3 separate regions of the Anas platyrhynchos genome follow, and regions 2 and 3 are each linked to region 1. A link is a contact called in public Hi-C data. All regions are on one chromosome and are shown on one strand. The core of a region is the stretch at or near the end of the contact, and the rest is flanking DNA. Distances in the headings are between cores, read along the strand shown. Region 1 overlaps ATP8A2 (ATPase phospholipid transporting 8A2). Region 2 holds the start of SHISA2 (shisa family member 2). Region 3 overlaps ATP8A2 (ATPase phospholipid transporting 8A2).

Region 1 (4,929 bases), core at 1,338-3,837:
ACTTAAAGCAAGTTTACTGCTGTTTTAATCTTTTTCTTGTTCTCAGGCCAAAAACAAAATTCTTTCCAATTCTCCCATTCTGGGCTCAGACTGTGAATACTGAGCATGTACACTGGCCTTGCTGGCTGCAGCTTCAGCTGTGTTGCTGTCACCACTGTTCCTGCTCTGAACCATCTCATAAAATATTGATTTCTGCAGTGTGTACCTGGAGAAAAAAAAATATTTTCCCTTAGACACAGCAGCTTGGCAATAATGGAACTGATCAGCCTGAAGTGCAAGACTAGCATCCAAAAAAGAGCTGAAAGACAAAGTGAAGAAAGTGGGATGGTGTATGAGGAAAAAGGGAACGCAAAGTGTGGTGTATCAGAGGGGAATCAGAAAGAAGGGGTTTGTTACATCTTTTAAAATCCTTATTACAGTGGTATATTAGAATCATAGAGTCATCTAGGTTGGAAAAGACCTTCAAGATCACCAAGTCGAACCATCATCTGACCTACCAAGTCCCACCACCAAACCACGTCCCTTAGTGCCACATCCACACGGCTCTTAAATACCTCCAGGGCTGGGGACTCCACCACTTTCCTGGAAGCCCTTTCCAATGCTTGACCACCCTCTCCATGAAGAAATTCTTCCTGATGTCCAACCTAACCTGCCCCCAGTACAACCTGAGACCATTTCCTCACATCCTATCACTTGTCACCCGACGAACAGAGCTATATTCTGTATCAGCATTTCTGCAGGTTAGCCAGTGATGGTCTGTAGGATTCCATCACGCATCTGCCCAGACAAATTTGGCACACGCACTGAAACACTTCAAGAGTTACAAATGCAACCAAAGCAATCAGCAATCAGCCACAAATGGGATGAGTAAGTAGTCAAGTGCTTGTGTAGAGGCTGCACAATATAAGCGTCAGCACAAGGTTACAGGACCCATCCCAGAATCCCATAATAGAAGTGCCCTTGTTTCTTAAGCACGAAACCACACACAAAGTCTGATGAGGGGAGGAGAGAAAACAGTATCACGTATTAATCTAATCAATTTGAAACAGCACAAAAACTTAGCAAAACAAATCTCCCAGGTAAGCTGAAGGACCATCCTTTTCCCCCTTGCATTCTGTACTCTCAGAGCTCCCTGCTGTGACTCACATAAATTATATTTTTCAGCGAAGCTCTCCAGGCTCTCTGCAACCCTCTCCACATTAAAAAAAAGCCCAGGAAAACCCACACTGCTGCAGAGCACATGCTGAATTAGCAGATCAGCCTCCATCACACCCTGGGATCCCCAGGGCCAAGGGGAAATGCCCAACTGCTTCCCAGCTTTCACGTAGCACCTTCATCCATCCTTTGTGCATCAGGGTACAGAAAACACTGCTGTGCTTTGCACCCTTGAAAATATGCCTCTTCCAAGCTGGCAACCCCTGAAAGAGCAGCAAGTCTCACCCCTTGTAATGTGTGGGGAACCTTACAGCCTCCCTCTCCTTTAAAGGATTGGTCATGTCAAGACAAAGCACTGGCTTCCCCCCAGAGATGCCTGTGGAAGTCAGAGCTCCTGGAATGCTGCTTCTCCTTCCAGCACACCCAGGAGCCTGCCTTTGATAACACGCATCAGCCAGTGCACAAAAATACACGCTAAAACAGAGCTCCAAGTCAGCGGAGCTTTTTATACACTGTAATGGATCCCAACTGTATCAAAACATTAATACTGAGCTCTCAGGACAAAGGATACGGTGTTGGGTCCAGGATACATGTTTTTAAAAGGTCCCTAAATGCTTATACATATAATAAACCACAAAGGCTCTCAGGAATCTGTTGCCATCTGTTCTCTGGACTCAAACATTTATATGATCCCTCCCCCACCAAGAAATCCTATTTGGAAACAAAATAAGGAAATGAAAACAGCGAAATTAATGCTACGGCTGCGTCCTTTAGTCAATCCTTTTCCTGGGTGTTGTAAGGATCTCCAAAACTTTGCACCAAGTAGTAGGGTACGAGTTACATTGTGGGCAAAGTTTTAACTTTAGCTCTTGATTTCCCTTACTTTTGTCATTAAGGCAGACTCCATCTATTCTGAACGTGGTTATTTCACATTCATTTGTTTAATTAGAAGAATACATCGTATTTCTGTCTTGAACTGAAGATTTGGAGATGCTGGTTGAGGGGTAGGAGGGAATGGCAGGGTGCTAGGTTTCCCTTTAAATTGCTCCCCAGGTCTTCACACCGCTGAGATGGGCAGGGACCCCCCTAACCACACCACAGGTACTGGGCACGTTTTGTCTACATCACCTAAAAGATTTGTCTTTTGGATGAGCAAAACAAATGAAATATACTAATGATTACACACAGCGTGTTTATAAAAAGTGAGTAATTACTTAAGCAGGTAAGTAATTTTCTATTTTAAATTGAAATCAGGCACAGTGCTGATTTAGGGAGGGTACAGCTGTCATGTAAAGGGCTCCTGAGCACTGACAGCAGTGTCCTCTACCCCTGCTGCCCACTCTGCTTACCCGTAGGCTATCAGCTCTGACAGCAGGAGCTTACACTTCCCAATCCCATGAGGAAATCCTGCATGTAAGTCCTTTAACAACCCAGGGAAACACCTAATAAGTGCCAGCAGGCAGTGGTGCCCACAGAGCACACGCAGCCCTCAGTGAAGGTCAGGCCGCCCTCAGTCCCCTCCTGTCAGGGAACGGCTCACCAAAACCCACAACATTAAGTAGTCACTTGCTTCCCCAAAACAACAGATTTAACACTAGAAACCATGCAGATGAAGGCAGAGAGGTGATTTGGCCTTTCAACACGTTGATTTTCAACTAACAAGTGAAGTTCAAAATCTGAGTAAGTCGCTTTGTCTCAAGGAGAAGAAAAAACCCAAGGTTCTGTGAACTGCCAACGAGGAACTGAATTTTTCACAAAACCAGCAAGTAGTTTTCAGAAGAGCCATTCAGTAGTCTGAAATTACTTTACCGTACCTGTGACCTATCATAATGCAAAAGAAAAAAAAAAAAAAGAGAATAAAAATGCCTAAGTGGGATTGTAGCTGATGGCGTGTTGTAGGGCAGTCTCCCAGAACACCTCTGTTGCTGTGAACAAGCAAGAAATGGGCTACAGAGCCAGTTTTTGATCTTAAATCACTATTTACTTCACTCACTCAACTACCCAGACCAAAACAAATCTCTTGAATATCACAGAATGACTTAGGTTGGAAGGGACCTCCAAAACCATCTAATTCCAACCCCCTGCCATGTGTAGGGATATGACCTGCCGCACCAGGTTGCCCAGAGCCCCATCCAGCCTGGCCTTGAGCACCTCCAGGGATGGGGCATCCACAGCTTCTCTGGGCAGCCTGTGCCAGGGCCTCACCACCCTCAGAGGGAAGAATTTCTTTATAACTAATCTAAATTTTCTCTTTTAGTTTAAAGCCATTCCCTCTTGTCTTGTCATTATCTGACTGAGCAAAGAGTCACTCTCCGTCTTTTTTATAAGCCCCCTTTAAGTATTGAGAAGTTGCAATAAGGTCACCCCAGAGCCTTCTTTTCCTTAGCCTGAACAGCCCCAGCTCTCAGCCTTTCTTCATGGGAGAATATGCTATGAACTCCTAAGCACAGCAATTAAAATAAAAACATTCATTAGATTCTTACACTTGGGCAGAATAAAACTCAGTTCTATTTTGCCATTAAAAAACTACCCTAACAAAATATCCCTGAACAGCTTCTATTTCCAGCCCACACACATTGGTTATCAAAAGAAACAGCACGTGAGAAAAAGGGGGAAAGCTTGCAAGCGTTTCTCCTCAGACTGCTAAAACCACTTGTATGAAAAACCAAAATTAGCCACCCAGCACCTGTACATTGGCAGAAGCACCAGGAGCTGACAGCAATGGGGTCGGATACCTCGAATGGAACTGCTCACAAGCACTGCCTGATGTTTTTTCCTTCAGAGATGCAACTTCTTAACCAGCGGTAATGCAACTGCAAAAAACAAACGTAACAGAGCATCCTGAAGAGTACCAATCACAAGAAGAAATTAAGCAGCTGGAGAAATGTATTTTTGCTTTTTGCTATGGAGGCAGTCCCCTGCTCCATGGGTGTAAATTAGCCAAGTTCTGGCTCCCACCACACCAAGCAATATTCAGCAGTCTACGAAGAGCTGATCTGAATGGCAGGAAATCCAATAGCGCAGCTGCTTTCTATTTCTGAAAATGAAACAGCCAAATCTCGTCTCAAAACAAGCCCACACCAATTCTAATGACTTTGTGAATTGAACAGAACAGGTTGCTACTATTGGCACTATTTAGGCTATCTGTTGGGGGATGAGAGGCAAGAGAACATTACACAAAAACCCCACAAGTATCCCTCAGAGCCCAGACATGCACTTATCCCATCTTTGGGCACTGACCTCTGCCAGCACAGTTCAGCCTTGGCCACCCTCACAACATTAAAGCAGCAGAGTTCTTCCATCTCCTGGATGAAATCACTGACCCCCAGTTCTTACAAGACCCATCATACAATTCTAGATGGATTTGTGTGATCTGTTCACATAACCAAGCACTGAGGAACGTACGAGTACCCCACTTGCAGGACGAGAAGTATTGGAGAAGAAAGTTTGGAAAAACTTGGCCCTGACTCTGATGCTGAATATACTACATGAACAAATAAGCCTCTGCCTTTTGAGTAGGCTGAGTTTTTGACCTTCTGTCCTGCACAGAGGCTGTCAAATCCTGCTCCTCTGCTCAGGATGATCAGTTCACAGCCTCCAAATGCTTATCTTATATTTCTGAAGAACAAGATGCTCTTTTGCAGCAATCTGATAGTCATTTGAGTCCTCAATCACATGCCTGCACCCACCTGCATCTGGTCATTAGCATTAGGGTCTCAAAATTAAGACAAGCACTTACTTGCCACAGGTTTTTTTTGTTTCATGGTTTTCTTG
Region 2 (4,929 bases), core at 1,579-4,078, 200 kb before region 1:
TTGCTAGGAAGAGGAATCTCTGCTGGCTAAGTGTTAAGCTGTGATGCTGTGTGTACAAATCTGTCTGCTGCGATAAGCATGTCCTGGCTGTTATGTGCTGTGAGCTGAACATGAGAAACGTGGCAATTAGTGCTAGTTTTGTGGCAATTAGTGCTAGTTTTCCTCTGGGAGAAGGGAAGGGGGCAATTTCGGGTTCAGAGCTTTAACCCAGCAGCTGGGGTTGCGATGTTGTGGATCCAACTGCAGAACCGAGGAAGCTCCTGAATGCAGATTTTGAAGGTTTCTGAGGAGGGTGTGAAGCTGTTTGACAGGATGTGATGGCAGATACACCAGCTAAACACAATGAGGAAGGTAGGTAAATGTGCCTGCGCAGTGTCCAGGGCTGGGCAGCTGTTAATCTCCCTTGTGCCAAAGTGGATAAAATCCAGTTACTGTTTACTAAGAACGAAACAAAAATCCCTAAAGGGCCAGAGAAGGATGCGTCCATCAGCAGCCTGAAGTCCGTCTCCTCTGGGCCGAAAGGAAAACAGGACAGGAGCCACTGCCATCGCTGTACCCCTGTACCATGGAGAGAAGGCAGCAATTTGCAGAGCACGGGTCAGAAATGCAATAGGGGAAACAAAACATTCCCAAACATCACACGAGCAGCTTGTGGCAGCCCAGTGGGCTGCGTGGCGGAGTTGGCTGTCCTGTAGGCTCATAAGGTTTCCAGACAAAACAGAGCCATGGAGCTCTGCCTTCCCACCTCCATCTTGGGGAATTTGTGAGGTGAAAACCCAAGGGGGGGTTGTTGTTAGCTACTCGTATTGTTACAGCTTCCCCTAATCGGTCCTGCCCCTTCCTGCCCGCCTGCACCATGGTAGCTCCGTGGGGCTGAGCTGCCACCAGAGCAAGGCCTCGGCCTCCACCTGGAGTGTGGTGGTTCTCCTGCTGGTGGTCATCTTACACCATCCCTAATTCTGATACAGGTTTTTTTTTTTTTTTTTTCGTGGTTCATTTACAATAGAAAAATAAAACTTGGTGTTTGCTCTCCTGTATTTGGTAAGAAAATTTGTGGTGAGCCGAAGGCCTCGGGAAGCTGTGACTGGTGGTAGTAAAATCTGGGAGAGTTTCAGAGCAAAATAAAGTTGGAGCAGGTAACAGAGACTTAACGGACTGAGGGATCAGCATTATCTCCAGGCTTTTGAGATCTTTGCCCACTCTAATGTACCTGTGATGTTTCGATTCCATCTGAAAGCTGAGAGATGCTCACTTTGATGGGAGCCGCTGAATTCAGTGCCTGTGGGATGTGGGGCTCTAGTGAAGCATTTGGCTTATTTTGTAGTAGATTGAGTTAATGTGAACTTGCTAGACACAGAAAACTGAGTGGAAAAGTAGCAGAGCAGAAATGGCTGTTGCTGTACTTATGTATTTTCACTTTTTTGTGTGTGTGGAAGAGCTTCATACTTGAATAAATCATACAGATGTTACCCAACTGACTTCAAAATGCAGCTGGAAAAAAAATCTTTGCTAATTAGTCCATTGCTAAATGCATTCTGAAGCACCTCCCCAAGTGCCACATGTTTTAAGTTTCACAAAAGGATAATTATCTCTGGGTTCACAGAGACAAGTCGAGACGCACTCTGAGCTGCAATATATGAAATAGCTTTTGTGGGTAACCTCTGCAAGGGATCTGGTGCCGGTATTTTGTTGTGATCGAGGCTCGTTGCTGGGAATGCGTATGGGTGAGACAGTGAGGTAAAAAGGAGAGCGATGTCTGATCCTCTGCTGTTGCTATTTAAAGGGCTGACCTTACCGAGTATCAGTGGAAGCAACTCATAAGGGCTGGGGAAGTAGTTTGCGTGCCGCGTATAACCAGAAAGCTGTTTTTCTTATTACGAAAGCATCAGTTTGACCCAGGTTTAAGGGAAGTGATGCTGCTGGCTGATCTCTGCATTAAGAGCCTGGCAGAGGTTTCGGGCAGACCCCCTGGCTCCCACCTCTGTCTGCAGGCAGCCGCCTTCCCACACAGCGCTCCAGGACCGGGGCTGATGGCTGGAGCTGGCTGACGTTTGTACCCAAAACCTGGTGCTCCTCGCCCCAATACCTCTGAAGCTGAAGGCTCAGGATCGCTCAGGACCGTCAGATGTTGACATGGAGCATCTCAGACTTTGTCCTTCAGCTCCATGCCCACTTCACCACGTTCATTAGCACTGCCCAACCTGTTGCACCCGCACCATGTCAATAACCAGCTCCTATATCCAAGGCCAGCACCCCTGGGCTTCTGCCCCCCTTGGGGCTATGGTGGAGGGGGGAGAGCTGCCTCTGTGTGCCCTCCTTGCATCAGGGGGCTCGGGCCGGGGGCTGCAGCTGGGTGAGGGGCTCGCTGAAAGCAGCAAGGGGCTGAGGGGCGGCTGCCCTGGGCAGGGGCATGCCCCCACCTCTGCCAAAGCTGCAGCTGGAAAAGGAGCCGAACCTTACAAACAGATTTCCCAAGCGGGCTCAGTCCGGGGAGCCCCCCCATTTTCAGCCTTTTCATTAAAAAATATTAATAATAATTATAATAAAAACCTACTTTCCACTTGTTCTCCCGTCTCGTGGGCGGGGCGGGGGCGGGCACCAGACCCACCTCTTGAGGAGAAGACCCCCCCATACCCCCAGCCCCTCGGGGGGTCGCCTCCTTCAGGACCCTATGGTGTGTGTGGGGTGGTCCCGGGGGTCCATCCCGGGGCTGGGGGGGGTGTGAGGGGGCCGGGGCCGCGCCGTCGGGGCGGGGGCCGGGGGCGGGCGCATGGGCGGGGTGTGGGATGTGAGGGGGGGGGGGGGGCGGCTGCGGGCGGCGATATAAGGGAGGGGCGCGGGACCCCCGCCCAGCCCGGACGGGGCGCGCAGCGGCGGAGCGGAGCCATGGGGGCGGCGGGGACGGGGTAGCGCTGCCGCCCCCCCCCGCCCCGGCCGTCCCGGGGATGCGGCGCCGGGAGCCGCGGCCGGGGGCCGGGCGGCGCCGCCGCCGCCACCAGCAGCACCAGCAGCACCACCAGTACCACCAGTACCACCAGCACCAGCAGCAGCAGCACCACCCAGGCTCGGGGGGCCGGCGAGCGGCCGCCCCCTCGGTGTGCGCCATGCGGGGCGGGGGCTGCTGCTGCCCGCTGCTGCTGGCGGCGCTGGGCTGGCTGCTGCCGGCGGGGGCGGCGGGCAGCGGGGAGTACTGCCACGGCTGGCTGGACGGCCAGGGCGGCTGGAGGGACGGCTTCCAGTGCCCCGAGCGCTTCGACGGAGGCGACGCCACCATCTGCTGCGGCAGCTGCGCCCTCCGCTACTGCTGCTCCAGCGCCGAGGCCAGGCTGGATCAAGGAGCCTGCGACAACGACCGCAGGCACGGAGCCGCCGAGCCCGGGCGGCCCGGCAAGGATGGCCCCGACGGGGCGGCAGGTGAGGAGGAGCCCCCCGAGGAGATGGGGGGGTCCCCGTGCCGGGGATCGGCGGCTCCGCGTGGTTTGGGGTCTGCCCCGAGTGGGAATAGGGGGGCGGGGGTGGTGCTGCGGAGGGTTGAGGTGGGAGAGGCAGCCGGGCTGTGCGCCCCCTCCGCGCTGCTGCGGCTGCAGGGACCCGGCCCCGCCGTGCCCCGGAGCAGGGGACGCCGCTCGCCAGCGGCCTGGGGCGCAGCGAGCTGCCGGGGGTGTGCGCATCGCTGCTTCATCGCTCCCTCCCCACTGTGCTCCCAATTAAACAGCGAAGAGAAAAAAAAAAAAAACACCAAACAGCCCGTACGTAGATTTAAAAAAAAAAAAAAAAGTGACATGACATTTCTGAGTGACTCGCGGCCGGTCCCCGCTCTAATTGTGTGCGCTCGCCGAGCTTGGGTGCCACCAGTTCAGACGGCTCCTTCATGAGATTGAGTTTCAAGGGTAAACTCGAGTCTTTCTAGTGCTGTTTCAAAAAAAAAAAAAAGCCTCGGTGGCTTTCCAGCACATTTGCTGCCATCCACACATGGTGAGCACGCTAGAAGTAGCCTGAAGTGATGTTATAATTAGGGCAGATTTACTCTCGGAAAACTTGTGCGCTGCAGTCTGCAGCAAGTGTATGCACCTGCCGAAGAGCCGCTGTCTCACGGGGTGCAGAAGGAGACACGATCCTTCGCGAGGCCTTTGTGTAGGGAGTGTTAAAATTACAGAAGAGAGGAGGGAAGAATGTGGCCTTTTGGCCCATAGCCCACTGCGTGTGTTCAGCTGTGCGAGGAGCTGCTCTGACTTCAGCGGGCCCGTTGCCCCCATCGCAGCTCTTGCACGATATCATTTCGTGTGGTGAGGGGTGGCCCCATGCCTTGGCACCGTGTCTGGTGCCCACCATTAGTGGTGGCTTCCTTAGAGTGGGTCGGGAGGAGCTGCACAGGGCTCTGCAGCCCTGTCTGTGTCCCCATGCTCATGGGTTTTGATGGCTGTGATGAAGCCCAGGCTCATCTGGAGCATTTGAAAGCACTGAAGGGAGATCCCATCCCCTCATCACTCCTGGATATGTCTGTAAAGATTTGTCACCGTGGCATAGGGAACACCTTCTTACTTGGGAGCAGGGGACTGTGTGCACCATCTGCCTGCTCCCACCCCTCGCCCCTGCTGCCCCCTTGTCCCCTCTAACAGCCTCGCGAGGAGGGATGCTGCCCCTCTGCAGGTAGCAAAGCCCAACCACCCTCTGGTTTCTCCCCAGCCCCAGGGCTGGAGCATGGAGCAGCCAAACAGTCATCCATGGGGCTGCCCTGAGGGGTGACAGCAGACAGAGAGGGCTGGCGATGTGGAGGGATGCGATGTGAGGTCTGACCATCCTGTGATCCCAAGCAGGAGTCCTGGTCCCAAAGCATTTTGCTATGGCACTGCTCAAACTGGGCACTCTCTTGATTAATTTTTCTAGTTGGAGACAAAGTCCGGTGAGATGCAGAGCAGCGGTCAGTAT
Region 3 (4,929 bases), core at 1,110-3,609, 150 kb before region 1:
CAATACATATAATCTAGATAGAAATCTTAATTACTAAAGGAAAGCTGCCTCCTTCAGATTCAGGACTTGTTCCCTCACATCACTCATTGAATTGGCCATCAAGAAAAGGCTCCCACTTAACTTTGCTCAGAAGTCTTCCAAATGAGTATCACCATTTTGTATTCACTAGAAGGCTTCACAGTTCTTTACAGAATGACAGAGACTGAACTGGACAACATGTGCATGCAGAATAATTGCCACAACACGGAGAAGACTGGTTCGGGACTTACGCTGTCCATGCCACATCTTTAAGAAGGCACGCAGTGGGCACGAGAAACAAGCCGAACCAGAAGTATCCACATCTCAGCACCATTCCAGCCTATGAAGAAAGCAAACAAATTGTGAGCATTTTCAAGCCATCACACACTAACTAATTGTTTTCATGTAAAAGGTGGACTGCTGGCATCAGGCACTGCATCCGTGATCTGGATGACGTTGAAATCTGTGGGGGCAAGACAGAAGGGGAAAGTCTCATCAACTCTTAATATAAATTAGGCCTCTGACTGAGAAACAACAACAGAATTTCTCACTAGGATCATTCCTTATGATCCCATATTCCCTAGAATTTATGTTATGTTAACGTTAGGTTATTTATATCATGTTTCATGTTATGTTTCGACCATATCCTTCACTGATATCAACTTGTGGATCCAGGCAGACATAGTTTCACTCATGGAGAATTGCACCATAAATGTTTAGCTTGCATTTTTTGGCTACCTTTTCTGCCCTTTGCTTGTTCTCTTTCTACCCCGCTGCTCCAGACCTCTGAGCAGCATCAAACTGACATGGAAAAGAAATGGATGTCTCATTAAAATGTTTCAGTCCCACTGCACTTAAACACAGGACTTCCTGCTCAAATTACTGCCGAGACCCAGGGTGGGAAAGATTCACTCTTGTCCTTGCAAACGGCTTCTTACAAAGAGCTCAAAGTTTATATTTGCATTTCATTCATTGTTGTAATGCTTGAAGAAAAACCTTGGTAGGATTTGAGAAGGAAGACATGCAGAAACCCTGCAGGTCCCAGCACACAGATACAGCTGCGGAACAAAGCTGAGACATGGCACTATTTACAGAAATGCTATTTTAGGTCATTTATTTAGAGGTCTCTTCAGACCTTTTAAAGCCAAATTAATGGTAAGAGTCGGTTTGCTACACAGAAGACTGGAAACAACCTCACCACCTCTTGCATGAGCATGTGCGCACACACATATCCCATAAGAATCATTTAAGTTTTCTACTACACCAGAAGTAATATATTTCTATAAACCATGTGCAGCACACAACTAAAAAATGGGCTGAAAGATGTCAACAGCATTCCCAGTGGCTGGCCACACTCTGCTCTCTTGCCGGTGGATACTGCCACATCCCTTCCCCAAAACCTTGACTTCTCAGTAGCCTGTATGCCACACACAAGGCGCATGAGTACCAAAAATGTTTGTGTGTGATGTAGCCAAAGGCCCGGAGGCACACACCCATGGACACAGAGACAAAGCAGCTGACTCAGTGGTGAAGTGCAGGTTTAGCTGTGCTGTATTTGCAGCACCCAACAGAAGAGCAGCCCGCACAGTGGGAGCATCAGGGACTTTTACAGACAAACACAAGGCTGAATGACAGAACGGGAAACTGAACAAAATGCCTCCAAGCCTTCGAAATGTGCTGTGAAGACAAAATGTGTAATTAAGACGCTTTGTTAAGACAAAGGGGGTTGATCTCAAGAGAAGGACCCACCACCATACAGCGGAGCTTGAGAACCGAGGACAGCAGTCACACTGCATTGCCAGATGTCACCCGCAGCACCCAACATCTTCTCCCCGTGTTGTTCCCTGTTTGGAGTTGTCCACCTCTCGGTCCAGTCACATTCAGCTAGCAGCAACTTGCCCTTTGATGGCTAAGTACTGACTACTCCCCAAAACATTTTCCACTTCTGAATGTGCAACCCTCCACGCTGCTGCTGGACTGACAGAGCAGTGGTAAATCTTGTAGCGAAACCGAGAGCAAACGAGACTGTGCTAAAACATTTATGGACATTTTACCACCCACATGGACAGTAAGCAAACAAATTCCAGTCTGAGAACCAGCTCGCAGTTATTTGGGATCCCTCACGCCTACTTTCACAGGAGGATGCCAGAAGCACGCAGTCAGTTTTGATACATGCTTCTTTAAAGGAAAGGATGGGCAGGAATTAGGGGGGAATCTTAACTTCATTGTTAGCCAAAGGACTGAACTGCAATAACACAGTGGCAAAGTACGATGAGATTTATACTGCTGCTTTGCTTTTCCTTGGCTGTGACCCTGAAAGCGCCAGCAGTTTAATCTCATCAGCATTCCCACTGCCCATCCTTCCACTGCTTGTGCTAATGAAGGCTAAAACAGGCCCATCGTACCCTATATGCATTTTCTGGTACTAGAAGCAAAAATATTTTGCATTCTCCTTTTCGCTTTCCTAGCTGAAGGAAGCTCAAGGCACTTCTAATGCGCAGAACAATCCAAGTATGTGTTCGGTAGAAGATTAAATGCTTTTTTTTTTTTATTATAATGTTGTCAACTCAGCCAATAGCTACGGGCTTGGCTATTTCACACGTTCAGCTCTCTGCCCTGAAGAAGCTCAGGCCAAATACTTCTTGCCTGCAGCTACGCATTTTACTTCAGCGCTAGCCTGTCAGCAAACGGCACCACAACAGTGAACGCATTCATCTCAGCTCACCCTCTGCAGCCACTCACGGTGCTACCGGCAAGCCTTTTTCCACACAACCTGCTCCAAGTTTTGCTCCGTTCCTGAGCTCATCTGGAAGGCTCCTTCCCTGCTCGTTTCTAGTTTCCTCCTGCAGTTATATGTCTGCTAAGCTGCCTGGCAGCGAACTGGTTCGCCTTGCAGGCACAGAGCTGAGCTCTGCCTCCCCTCCGGCAGGGTTACGCCATCCCCTCGCCCAGCAGGAGGATCCCCTGGAAGCCACCTAACGTGGGGTGGGCACATCCATAGCCAGCGTTTTTGGGATGTTCCCCAATCAGGCTATGAAGAGAAGCGATGGTCAGGACACCTACAGATCGCACCAAAGCCTTCACAGCCCTTCTCGTGTTCCCCTGCGAACAGGAAGGTCATGGCGAAGTTTGTTTTTTAAACACAATCAGAATTTGACCGCTTCTGTCATTACACAGGCCCCACGATAGGCAACCAAGTCATTTTTAGCCTGTCTGCTGGTGTAAACATCAGTGCCTAGCACATCTGAAGGCAACTACCAGAAGCCATTTATCACACGGCACCCCCCCAACGCTCCATACCAATGCCTGTCTCCTGCTGGAGACCCTGAAGCTTAAGCTGCTGCCAAGCACTGCCGAGGCTTCCGTGGTAAAACATCTCATTTTAGAGGATGGTAACACTTGAGAAAATGAAAGAATGGGAATGAGAAAAGAAAGAAAAAGTTTATCTGTGGTTATTTCGGCTGATGAGCAAATCGTTTAGCAAATAATGCCTCTAACCAGTTGTAAACTTGCTTTTTAAGGATGGGTACCTTTTTAAATCTTTAAATCCAACAACAATAAAAGTGATAGCACTAGCTGGTAAGAACAACTAGGAAGATTTCCTCTATACCACTATTATTTCAGAAAGCACAGACTGAGTGGTTGGTTTTTTAACCAAGGACTACATAAGGATACCAAATAAGCAAACAGGTTGTTCAAAACAAACCTTACGTTGCAATGTGGAATACATTTCATTCTATTTTCTCCAAGCATTATTCATACTTTTACTTCTCTGCCAATAGGTGGTGCCACCAATTTCGACAATTCCTCCCAGCCAGGAGAGCGACACCAGGAAGAGCTCAGGTGTGGGAAGGCGTTCAGACTGCTTTGGTACTCACAGCACGGCCGGGCAACAACTGGGGACCAGCAGAAGGTTCAGACAAACCAAACGAGGATCTCATCCACCTTCGGTTGCTCAAGAAAAGTGAGTTAAAATTTCATTTCACATTACGAATAATAAAAGCTTTTTATTGCTTCATTTCCTCGTATGCCCATGCATCCTAGTTCTGATTAAAACAGACAGCAAAAACATAAGTTCACTGTGAAAACAGCTGGCTTTGTATTTACAGTGCCACAAAAATTATTACTGAAAGTGTGCCTGGATCCTGTTCTTAACCGTCTCCACATGGCATGGATAAGGATCCAATAAGCCACTCGACTTTGGTTTCACATTCATTCAAGTGCCAGCATCCCACCGGGGATCCAAATCCAGTCTGCTGTCACCTGCATGGTGACAGTCAGATCACTTCGGTCCTCACCAATCAAACGAGGGCGATGGCACAGCCTTTGGCAGCACTTGGGAAAGGAGGAGGTAGGGAGAGAAGGGCCACGTGATGATTGTGAGGGGTTCACGTACCATGATAATGGCATGAGAAATGGTCACCAACATCACTAAGATGCTACTGATCCAGATGCCTATGGCACTGAAGGATCCAGCTGATGAGCTGCAGGTGCAATTCCAGAAGCATTGGCTCTACAGCTCCCATCGCATTGCCTCTGCAGCTAATGCAGCAGGCAGCCAAGCTCACCTTCAGGTCATCAACTGCATTGACATCTTTTTTTTTAATGCTTTCCATGAATAAATCTGAATCCTAGCTTCAGTGGGAGAAGGAACAGATCCCATGTGTGAAAAAAAAATTAACTATCACAGATTATGAACAGTATCACTGTGCAAACTCTCCTGCAAACAACTGATGCATCTATACAGGTTGAGGACCATTGTCCAAACACACTTTCCCTTAGAGAACTGTTCCGTGAGGTCTCTGTGTGCTTTGGATCCTCTCAGGACTGAATGTTTTACCGCCAGCACTAGTTAGTTTTCTTTTTTTCAAAAGACTTCGTCTTGAAAGGGTAAAAATATTAAATGTTTAT

Evidence for each region. Hi-C and Micro-C count contacts between places; a contact is called where the count stands out from the background.
Region 2: a Hi-C map of subcutaneous adipose tissue shows a contact between it and region 1, with 1.6 times the contacts expected there. The contact joins the promoter of SHISA2 here to the enhancer-like site in region 1. A contact is called at or near these places in 3 of 8 Hi-C or Micro-C datasets (liver, skeletal muscle and subcutaneous adipose tissue).
Region 3: a contact with region 1 is called in a Hi-C map of liver, with 2.6 times the contacts expected there. The contact joins two enhancer-like sites. A contact is called at or near these places in 2 of 8 Hi-C or Micro-C datasets (liver and skeletal muscle).

Annotation. Positions count from the first base shown.
Region 1 is chr1:186,379,014-186,383,942 of IASCAAS_PekinDuck_T2T, reverse strand. All of the region lies in intron 25 of ATP8A2 (ATPase phospholipid transporting 8A2), which reads right to left. Among named protein-coding and RNA genes, the nearest start is that of ATP8A2, 130 kb to the right of the region's middle. Within about 2 kb of position 2,587, at least 1 of the 8 cell types and tissues checked has an H3K27ac peak or open chromatin away from gene starts, as enhancers often do.
Region 2 is chr1:186,578,206-186,583,134 of IASCAAS_PekinDuck_T2T, reverse strand. It overlaps SHISA2 (shisa family member 2), which reads left to right and starts at 2,828. Exons shown (of 2, transcript XM_027469442.3): 1 at 2,828-3,414. The coding sequence starts at 2,946.
Region 3 is chr1:186,529,766-186,534,694 of IASCAAS_PekinDuck_T2T, reverse strand. ATP8A2 (ATPase phospholipid transporting 8A2) reads right to left here. Exons shown (of 37, transcript XM_038175041.2): 34 at 270-358. Among named protein-coding and RNA genes, the nearest start is that of SHISA2, 48 kb to the left of the region's middle. Within about 2 kb of position 2,359, at least 1 of the 8 cell types and tissues checked has an H3K27ac peak or open chromatin away from gene starts, as enhancers often do.